Linked DNA regions of Mus musculus: region 2 is linked to region 1. The links are chromatin contacts, called in public ChIA-PET maps. All regions are on one chromosome and are shown on one strand. Each heading gives the region's core, a stretch centred on a gene start, on an enhancer-like site or on the middle of the called end of the contact. The rest is flanking DNA. Distances are from core to core; before and after follow the strand shown. Region 1 has its middle 58 kb from the start of Rbm24. Region 2 overlaps Nup153 (nucleoporin 153).

Region 1 (5,173 bases), core at 994-3,493:
CTTTCTTCCCACGCTGAGCTGTTAGCACCAAGTAGATTGAGTCACACAGGAATCCCATCTTAATGCAGAGAAAATTAATAGGAGTTATTATATATTTTACCCCAGCGAGAATTCAACTGAGGCAGGGATTCCCTAGCAAGCCACCAATCGGAGTAATAAAGAGGAATAATTGTTCTCATCACTGGGACAAAGACTTTAGCTAGTCAGCATCAAGTGGAGGAGGAATGATTGCCCAAAGATTAGAGGGATGGTAGAGAACAACAGACCCTCATCCCAGTGTCTCGCTCCTTCATTCGGACTCCACAGTGGCTGGACTTCACCATCAAAAGGCCTCTCTGCTTTGTTGCTTTTCCCATGAAAGGTCATAAGTCTCCCACAGTTTAGTGTAAACGAAGAGTAAAACTTAGGGTGCTAAGGGAACACTGACTGACTAGATTGGATAGGAGGGGCAGAATAAAACTGAGGCAGAACATTCCAAGAAAGTGGGGTGGCATCAAAGCTCTACTGTGTTTTGCTTACCTGTGATCCTGATCTCTATGGCTAGGGTAGACAGAGAAGCAAATAATGCCAAAGAGCAGAGAAAGGAGATGGATTCAACATAACCACATTAGGAAAAAGAACAAAGGGGTCCAAGGACCCCCAAGTCCATCTACAGGGCCTTGACATCAAGGTTTAGGTTTAAATAGAAGGACAGGAACAATTACTAAGCAGTCCTGGTCAAGGTGTGGTCCAGCTCACCACCCCCTTTGACTGTTCCTGCCTGGGTTCCAGTCTCTCCCGCAAGGTGGCCTTACGCGTTGTCAGAGCTGCATGAAACCTCTAAGAGACAAGCTCCTCCTCCGGTTGGCCCCTGGGCTCCAACCTTTCCATTTCCCCAGCAAGAGGCTCCAGTTTCTCAGGATCCACTGCTTCGGTTGTCTCTGAGAGCTGAGGGGCAGGGCACACGAGTCTCTTTAGAATAACTGTATCCCTGGCAGGATGTTTAAACCATCTCTGTCTGGCCCTTTCCAAATATTGTGAGGAAAGAGCGTATGCCCTGAGCTGTTCTACAACTGGAGGTTTGAGGGAAATCGTAAGTCTAGAGTTGTTGACAGAGGCAGCAACCTGCCTGTGCTGCTAGTTCTTCGCCTGATATTAGGGTTTACACCCGCAGGGTCTCTCCACTCTATTGCAATAAAGCCAGCAGCAGAGACTGGGGAAATAAACAAGGTGGGAGTCACTCCTTCCTAATCCTTAGAGCTTTGCCCAGAGAACTTGGATGATGACGGACCACAGACATGAGCAGCCCCAGGGTGCTAAGATTATCTATCTGGACTAGCAGAGGAGACTTTAAAAAAAAAATAGAAAAAAACTAGATTGGAAACACATACGACTTCATTTTTTATGTGCACATATGTGTATGCATGCATTTATGTGCATGCATGTATGTATATGTGCACTTGCATGTACGCATGTACGTGTCTTTACATATGCAATGGAAGCATGTCAGAGAAAGTTCTAGAATCTGAGATTTCATCTAGGGGCAAGAGGTAACTAGAGCACACGTTAGAAAAGTCAGCGTACCTGTCTTGTGCTTGAAGTAGTGTAGAAGGTCAGGGAGAGGGAAGTAAGGCATTAGAAGGAGGAGCCCTTCACTAGGGAATTCGGTTGAAGCCTTTGCCAGCAGCAGGGCAAGAACCACAGCACAATTAACAATCACCAGAGAGGTCTTTCTCCTTCCCAGCCGCAAGCCAGCTTCGGTCTAGGAATCTCAAGAGAAACCCCACTCCCAGGGAAAGGACTTGTGCTAAAGCCCTTGCACGACCTCACTGGCTCTTGCTTTTACCCAATCATATTACAGTTCCATCCAAAGGCCTCTTCAGAATCACCTCACATCTCTCTCTTATCAAAAGGGAGAGAAAAAGAAAGGTTTCCTAGCAACCTTAGAGATGTAACTTGAGAGGCACCAACATAGGCTGTGTTAACTGCTGAGACAATTAGTTGCCCCCCACTCCCACCCCCACTCCAATCCTTCAGGAGCCCTTCCTCACGTTTGGGTATGTCTCACTTTTCTCTTAGCACCCCTCCCCATGCTTAAACCTGTATTAAAGAAATTTTAATAAAATCGCCGACTGCTTCATAAGCTGGCTATCTTAAAATTCTTTGCTGTGTCAAAGCCACAAAGCCTCCTTGGCTGTGAGTCAGATCTCTGAACGTCTAGGGAAGCGCCTCAGGCTTCCGGAGGATGGCTAGATGGAGGAAGTTGTGTGTGTGTTCCCTTTGCACTCGGAAGCTCATTCAGTAAAACAATTGTTCACGTGTGCGCGCGCATACACAGGTCAATTTCCTTTATGTGATATTTTGAACATTGCTGATTCCTTATTCTTTGTTGGTTAACATATAAAGAAGTGGGCTTCGTTGTGACAGTTCATGCACAGTTATAGATCAGTGCGGTCCACTACTCCCTACCTTATCTTCCCTCCCCCTTGCCTCCCCCTTCCTCTCTTCAAATAATCTCCCTTCTGCTCATGTGACCCATGCATTCTCTTACCTTCTCTTGCTCCCCTGCTCTTTAGGCCACTTCCTTTCACACATCTATATACAACACACACACACACACACACACACACACACCATGTCTTTTTTTTTTTTTTGTCTTCTAAATCTGATTTATTTCACTTAACTTAATAATCTCCAATTTGACCCATTTTCCTATGGATGCCATAATTTTATTCTTTTGAGCTGAATAAAATTCCATTGTGCGCCTGGTGGTGGTGGTGGCTCACACCTAGTCTATGAAGGATTCAGGACAAGCAAGGCTACATGGAGAAACTCTGTCTCAAAAAACACAAACAAATCAATCCATTGTCTGCATAGACTGCATTGATTTTTTTAATCCTTTTATCCATAGATGACCACTTACACTTTGAAACATTCTTTATAAAGTTAAAATATCTTAGAGAAAATATCACATCAGTATCTGGCTTATCTTTTTGCCACCAGCATATTCAATTCCAAGGATAATGGAGAAGGACATTTTCTTCGTGAAGGATATTCTCACTGGTTCTATTTTTTTTTTTTTTTTTGCCATTATAAATAACACTGCAAGAAATTTCTTTGTTCTCATGTAAATTTGCACTATATGAATAGATCATGAAATACTGCAATAAAGTGGAAATGCTGGCAATGACAGCAAAGGCAACTTTGCTAAATTGCCCTCTGGAGAGATAGGATGAATGCATGCTCCCATATACGCAAGCATGCTGCAGTAAGTGTCTATGGGCTGGCTATAGAATCCTCAGTAGAGAGCATGTTAGTCATGTAAGTTCTCAGGCCGGCTCTAGTCCTGAGTCTGCATGGTAGTATCGTCCCTGGGGGTGGGGGGCGGGGCACTGGAAGTGTTAAGCAGGTAAGGCTGAGCAGCTCTGTCTGTAACCTCTGCCCAACAGTTGGCTGCCAAGCTCTGTTACTTTGTAATTCCTTTCATTTTTTGATATCAGTGGACATGACATTTATTGGGTGTCTCTGGGGAAATCCCAGATTCTGGGATTGAGTCCTGGAACAAGGAAATGGACAGGGACAATGTGAATGAATAGTAGTAGCAAAAGCAGGGATAGTTTGGTAGAAAAAGATATACTTCCAAGGAAAGAAACCTGCTGGAGCTCAAACAATTCCCCTCACAAAGGAGGAGCCTGGGGGCAGGGTCATTTGCAGAGCTGGGCTTTTGGCTCATTTGTAAAGTACAGGCTTTCTCATACACGCTCATTTTCTTGCATGGTCATTTGTCACTCTCCACCCAGGGGTGTTTGTTTGGTGTTACAAGGAGCACAGACTACATTCAGACACTCCAGAATGTCTCTGCACTAGGCCAGTGGCTATAGATGGTTCTAGTCCTGGCAGGTAGGGCAGAGGTTGTTAATAGGGTAATGAATGGGAGGGAGAGGAACAGCCTTCCTCTTTTGGCAGTCTTTGTGTAAAACCTTCCTCACTTCCCTTCCCGCCCAACTCTCCTACCTCAGCTTGAGTCTTCTTTCATACATTTAGGAATCTTTTGTAAGTCTTTATGTATAACATCTCCCACCCAGCTAAGTGTATTGTCTGTGCTTACAAAGGCAGTCAGATCTCTGAATTCATTTGCAATGTTGAAAAACAAAATGTGCTTGCTGGCTTTTTCTAAGAATCAAGGAGCTGGGGTCATGAATGCTGATTCGAAGAGTTGGTCTTGAGCAAATCAAGAAGAATAAACTTTGGGGGGCTACGCTTGAACCATGTGAACTGGGAATAAACGAAGACAGTCTGTGAAGCCCCTCATATAATTCATATTGCACCCTTACATTTTGCATAGTTGAGAAGTATATATTTTAGAACTCATGTTTTTATAGTGCTTTCCCACAGCCTTAAGGGCTGTTTGGAAGGTCACAGCATTTACCATTTTTGCTAAGACATTAGACACACCATTGCCTTCCAGACTTGCGCTGTCTTTGATTATCATGGAGCCATTAACCTTGGCATAGAGGATATTCCACAATAACCTTGGCAGGGGGAATATTTCTTGATGGAGGAACATGAACACACACACACACACACACACATGCTAAACAACTCACGCCTACCAACTATAAATACTTGTGGAGGCCCAGGCCCTACTGGCTCTGCTCCATAGGCAGGAAACCACATCACACTATCCTTTCTATAACAGAGCAGGACTCAGAATTGGTAACTTCTGACTGGTGTGAAGTGGAATCTCAGGGTTGTTTTGATTTGCATTTCCCTGGTGACTAAGAACGTTGAAATTTTTTTCAAGTGCTTCTCAACCCTTCAGTATTCCTCAGTTGAGAATTCTTTGTTTAGCTCTGTACCCCACTTTTTAATGGGGTTATTTGAATTTCTGGAGTTCAGCTTCTTGAGCTCTTTGTATATATTGGATATTAGTCCCCTATCAATGAATTTATGAAATTCTTGGGCAAATGGATGTATCTGGAGGATATCATCCTGAGTGAGGTAACCCAATCACAAAAGAAGTCACTTGATATGCACGCACTGATACGTGGATATTAGCCCAGAAACCTAGAATACCCAAGATACAACTTCCAAAACACAAGAAAATCAAGAAGGAAGACCAACACGTGGATACTTCATTCCTCCCTAGAATAGGGAATAAAATATCCATGGAAGGAGTTGCAGAGACAAAGTT
Region 2 (5,760 bases), core at 148-2,647, 330 kb before region 1:
TGTCTATCTATCTATCTATCTATAGTTTTCAGTAAGGGTCTAGCCTTGTGGCCATGGAAGTTGGTAGATATAAATACATAGTATAGAAAATTATACCAAACTTGGTCTGGAACCAGAAGTCACCTGCCCCTCCTCCAGCTATCATTTTACTTTTGAGTGGAAAAAGTGTTTTTGGTATGTGTATGTGTATCTGTCTGTGTATGAGCACATGTGTGTTAGCCTGTAGAAGCCAGAATGATGGTATTAGGTTCCTTAGAACTGGAGTTAGATTGTATTTTGAAACTAATAATCTAATCTGCAAGAGCCATGTTTCTAAGCTCAGAGTACTTATTTTTTTCAAGTTTATTTATTCATTTAATGCATGAGTGTTTTGCCTGTATGTACCTGTAGTATGTATGTTACCCTAAGTGTGCTTGACACCTATGAAGGTCAGACGAGGGCATCAGATCCCCTAGAATTAGAATTAGGAATGATTCTGAACAATGTAGCAGAATTCAAAGCAGCAGAATTTGGAAGGACAGCTTTGGAAGTTTGTGTAATATAAATGGCAGATAATGGTGATAAAGAATCAGATGGAGTTGAATAATGAGGGAGGATTTAGAACTATGTGTTGTTAATGACAAATTTCTAATTGCTAAAGTTGAAATTTAGATATACAGTTGAGGCATTTGGATACATCATAGAGACTGGACTTACAGGTTTTAGGTGATCACAGGACATAGTTTGATATTTGAAGTCATAGAAGTAGATATGAGTTGAGTGAATTGAGGAAAGCATTCCAAACTGAGTTCTGCTATCATAAGGGTCTGGACAGAGTCAAACATTGATCTTGGATTAACCAGACTGGAATAACAACTGTGACAGAATAACACTTGAAGAAAGTGATTAGAATAAGACTAAGTATTTCAGACAAAAAATGACTGGGCAGAATACCGTAAAATAGTTTCTTCTGGATGTGATAGAGAAGTTGCACTCATGACCTTTCATTGCTATGTCTGCTTGTTTAAGTAAGACCTGCTCAGGACCACACATACCAGTCAACCTTTCCAACACAAATGAGAAAAGTTAACAGGGCTTACAAGGTCCCACCCCTGGGAGACTTAAGTTTTCTTCAGGTATGAACTTCCTGATGGGTTACTCTTGCCCAATTGGCTACAGTCATGTACATGTGAGTACATACATCTATATAGCAACTAGAGAAGAAGACATGAAGTTTAAAAGATAGGTGGGGGTCATGGGAGGAATTGGAGTGGAAGGAGAGATGGATATGATGAAAATACATTGTTCTCATGAGATTCTCAAAAAAGGAAATGAGAAGACTCAAAAATAGCAGAAGGATTGATTGATATAGATAAGCTTCTAAAGAGCAGGAAAGCGTGGGTGGCAGGAAATGATTGCACTGGTACTTACAGCCATCACAAAGGTGCTACCTTGTCAGATTGGGTAATGGACCAACAACAGACACCACCAGACACAAAATTTGCTAGCAAAATAAAAGAGAACATACTTAAAATGCAGAGATTGTTCCTGTAACTATGAGAGGAATGGAGCGGGCAGTGGAACCCAAGAATAAATGGCTCTATCTGAACCCTGCTTCACACAGCACACCTTGCTGACTCATCCTGTCTGCCTGCTCCTCCACACCCGCTGGTTCTGCCTACAGAGTCATCACCTTGCTTTCTTCTTGTGCCTTTCTGTGTTCCTTTCTCCTTTGCATGCTTAAAGTCAGTCACTTGCTGATATGCTGCCATCAGTTCGTTTTTATTTTTCCCCCTTTAGACCAGGAACATATATGTTTCACATCTTAGTAATCTTAATGTAATATAAAGTCTAGCAGGAATGTGTAAAACTAGTAAGTATGGGGCTGGATTATAAAGTAGATTATGTCTGCAGAAAAATAAATTTCTAAGACAGAGGTATGTGCTTTGAAATTGATAATATATATGGCTGCATATTTTCCGTTTTACCTGAAATTTACATCTTATATTTTAGAATTCTGTAGTAGTTGAAGAAATTAGGACATTGATAAGGACAATTTAGCCATTCTTTAAGAAAGGTCCTACCGTGTGGCCCTGGCTGGCCTGAAACTTGTTACATAGGTCAGACTGGCCTTGAAACTCAGAGAAATCTGCTCACTTCTGTCTCCTACAGTGCTCAGAATAAAGGCTATGTTCCTCCAAACTCAGCAACAATTTAGTCTTACAACCCCTAATTTTTCAAATTTTCTTTTTAAATGTGGCTGCTGGACTTAGTGAGCCGTTTCCACAGCCTCAGTTTGTGAGAATGATATCCCACCTCCCTCCAACCCCCCTTTCCATGTGTATGTATGTGTGTGGGGGTGTATGCATGAACATGGGCTTGTGTGTTTGTGGAGGCCTGCTGTTAAAGGACTATTTATTGGCTCTACCTTGTATTTTGGCACAGGATCTTAGGGAAATCCAGTGCTTGCTGATGATGCTTCTACCTAAAGACTGAGTCGTTACCTTGATTGCTTGCTAGACAGCTTACTCTAAGGAGTCCTTGTCTCCCCTTCACCTTCCAAGGCTAGAATTGTAGATGGACTGTGTCCACCCAGCGTTTATCTGAGTTCTCAGGGATCTGGGATGTGCTCCTCTTTTGTTTTTTGTTTTGGTTTTTCGAGACAGGGTTTCTCTGTGTAGCCCTGGCTATCCTGGAACTCACTCTGCAGACCAGGCTGACCTCAAATTTAGAAATCCGCCTGCCTCTGCCTCCAAAATGCTGGGATTAAATGCTGGTGTGAGCCCCCACGCCAGGCTTGAATGTGCTCCTCTTGTTTGTTAATGCAAGCACTTGAACGACCAAGCCATCTCGGCCACAAGCAACACACACACAATTGGGAATAGTTCATACTTAAGAATAAGCTCACCATTGAGAAAAGTTAGAGTGAGATGTTTATTTGCAATGATAAATTAAATCTGAGAAGTCCTATTTATAACACTGTAAGGCTTATTTTCTGGTTCACTCTGGTTCTCGCTCTCTCTTCGTGTGTGTGTGTGTGTGTGTGTGTGTGTGTGTGTAGAAAGGGTTAATGAAATTTGAAAATGTTCAGTTGGTGGTGTCATTAAGATGGTAATAAATTTAAAACTTGCCTCCATTTCCCAATTCTTTTAGGTTTGGTATCTGCCTCAAGCAGCAGCCCTGCCCCTGTCTCTCTGTCTTCTGGAGGCTGTTTAGGATTGGACAAGTTTAAAAAGCCCGAGGGAAGCTGGGACTGTGAAGTGTGCCTAGTGCAAAATAAAGCAGACTCTGCCAAGTGCATAGCTTGTGAAAGTGCAAAGCCAGGCACAAAGTCTGAGTTTAAAGGTGAGGCTATGGTAAAGAACCCCTTTAGTTCCTAGCTAAAGTAAAATGTGTGTGGGCGGGCAGGTTTGGTTTTTAAGGTACCCATTCTCTGGATAATTATATAAAATGAAACCCAGTCCTTGGTTTTTTGTTTTTGTGGGTTTTTTTTTTTTTTTTTAAATTTGTGAATGATGGTAAAAATCAAATTAGGCATTCCTCAGGATGCCATCTATGTATCTGGATAAGGAACTTCTTTGTGTTACTCAGTTTCCAGGTTTAAGTATGAACTTGACTCTTACTTGACTGAGAACTTACACTCTTAGGGCCTTATTGTAAAAGCCATCTAGCTTCTGAGTGTGGCTGAGCAAAAGAGAGCACTTAGCAAGCACGGCTGAGTAAGCTTTTATGCTATCCATTTTACTATATGAATATAAAGGAAGACTCTCACACGGTTATTAATGCTAAATAGATGTAGGCTGGTATTTCCGAATCTTGACAACCCCATTTGAGTTCTTTTAACCACTGGAAAACTTAGGAAGTGGAAATAGAAATTTTTAGATTTGAAGATCAGAAATCTCTGAACGAAATTAGCCTTCAAGATGAGAACATGGAAGAACTATATACTAAGCTTTATTTTATAATTTACCCCAGTCTTAAGTGATTTTAATCTTTACAAATCACAAATCAAACACTTATAAGTTTGACCTGTCACACTGGCTTTGATAGTCTACATGACTGATGTGATTGACGTTTCATCTGAGGAGGAAAGTTCATTGAAAAGCTTGGCTGTTCTTTGCTTTCATTCATGGGCGAGTAACATGGGTCTGTCTTCCCGTCATTGTCTAATAGTCCTTGGCTTGAACCAGTCAGATGCTTCATACTCAATTTCTTTGGTTTTAATCACTGTAATGTTTATTTTTATAAATATTGCTTCATTTCTTTAATGCTAAATACTTTTAAATGCTTCTTACAATGCAGTCACAATATTTAAAAATGAGTTGTGTTTCTCTCCTGTTCCCCCATCCCCCCTACACACACACACACACACACACACAGAGGCAGTAACCATGGTTAGTATATGGTACACCCTCCGAAGGTATTTTATGCCTGACCTAAGCAAACACACTGCCATTCTCAGTATTCTGATTTCTTTCTTTCTTATCAGGAACGGTGTCAATCACCTCATCTATCCTTTCTGTTCTGTTATTGTGGACTATTTTTGTCATATTTTTCTTTTTTATTCTTTGTTTATAGCTACCTGGATCTCATTATTTTGTGTGTCTGAATTTATCTTAAGACATATCTGGGTTCTAAAATTGCAGAGTCATAGTCTATGTATGTGACTTAGATTTTTTTTAAAAAGTATGACTGTATCCCAACAGTTTTGATGCTGATTTAGATTTCCATCTACAGGATAGGGAAGTGACTACTGCTCCCAGTATCCTTACAACACATGTTCCAGTCTAATGAGGAGTCTATAGTGGGTTTAGGCCCTATGAGCTGTAACTTGCAGGGGTTAAATTTGTAACAAGGATAAGCACATTAATTTGATATCATTTTGTGTGTTGTCTGTTTTTGAAGGCTTCGGGACATCTTCATCTTTAAATCCAGCACCCTCAGCCTTCAAATTTGGTATTCCATCGTCCTCTTCTGGGCTTTCTCAAACTTTGACAAGCACTGGAAATTTTAAATTTGGAGATCAGGGAGGATTCAAATTAGGCACTTCATCTGACTCTGGGTCTACAAACACCATGAATACAAACTTTAAATTTTCTAAACCAACTGGAGACTTTAAATTTGGAGTGTTATCTGATTCTAAACCTGAAGAAGTTAAAAACGACAACAAGAATGATAATTTTCAGTTTGGATCTTCTTCTGGCTTAACCAACCCAGCTTCTTCAGCTCCGTTTCAGTTTGGGGTATCTACTCTTGGGCAACAAGAAAAGAAAGAGGAGCTGCCTAAATCTTCACCTGCAGGCTTTAGCTTTGGTGCAGGTGTTAATAACCCCCCTAATGCTGCTATTGACACCACAGCGACCTCAGAGAACAAGAGCGGCTTCAACTTTGGAACCCTAGACACAAAGAGTGTCTCAGTGACTCCTTTCACATACAAGACAACAGAAGCAAAGAAAGAAGACGCACCTGCTACCAAGGGTGGGTTCACATTTGGTAAAGTGGGCTCCTCTTCTTTGCCATCTTCCTCAATGTTTGTTTTGGGAAGGACAGAGGAGAAACAGCAAGAACCTGTTACTTCTACTTCTCTGGTGTTTGGGAAGAAAGCCGACAGTGAGGAGCCAAAGTGTCAGCCAGTATTTTCCTTTGGGAATTCAGAGCAAACCAAAGATGAGAGCTCCAAGCCGACATTCAGCTTCAGTGTGGCAAAACCATCTGGGAAGGAGTCTGAGCAGCTAGCCAAGGCTACTTTTGCATTTGGAAATCAAACCAATACAACAACTG

Evidence for each region. ChIA-PET counts read pairs in DNA pulled down with a chosen protein or histone mark.
Region 2: a contact with region 1 is called in an RNA polymerase II ChIA-PET map of effector CD8 T cells, with 6 read pairs. The contact joins two enhancer-like sites. A contact is called at or near these places in 1 of 115 datasets of contacts at active chromatin or transcription factors (effector CD8 T cells) and 1 of 9 other capture datasets (pancreatic islet).

Annotation. Positions count from the first base shown.
Region 1 is chr13:46,358,006-46,363,178 of GRCm38.p6, reverse strand. No RefSeq gene overlaps it. Among named protein-coding and RNA genes, the nearest start is that of Rbm24, 58 kb to the left of the region's middle. Within about 2 kb of position 2,243, at least 52 of the 459 cell types and tissues checked have an H3K27ac peak or open chromatin away from gene starts, as enhancers often do. A contact at or near this core is called in effector CD8 T cells, where this site is marked.
Region 2 is chr13:46,686,623-46,692,382 of GRCm38.p6, reverse strand. It overlaps Nup153 (nucleoporin 153), which reads left to right. Exons shown (of 22, transcript NM_175749.2): 17 at 3,133-3,324; 18 at 4,885-5,760. Among named protein-coding and RNA genes, the nearest start is that of Fam8a1, 20 kb to the right of the region's middle. Within about 2 kb of position 1,397, at least 44 of the 459 cell types and tissues checked have an H3K27ac peak or open chromatin away from gene starts, as enhancers often do. A contact at or near this core is called in effector CD8 T cells, where this site is marked.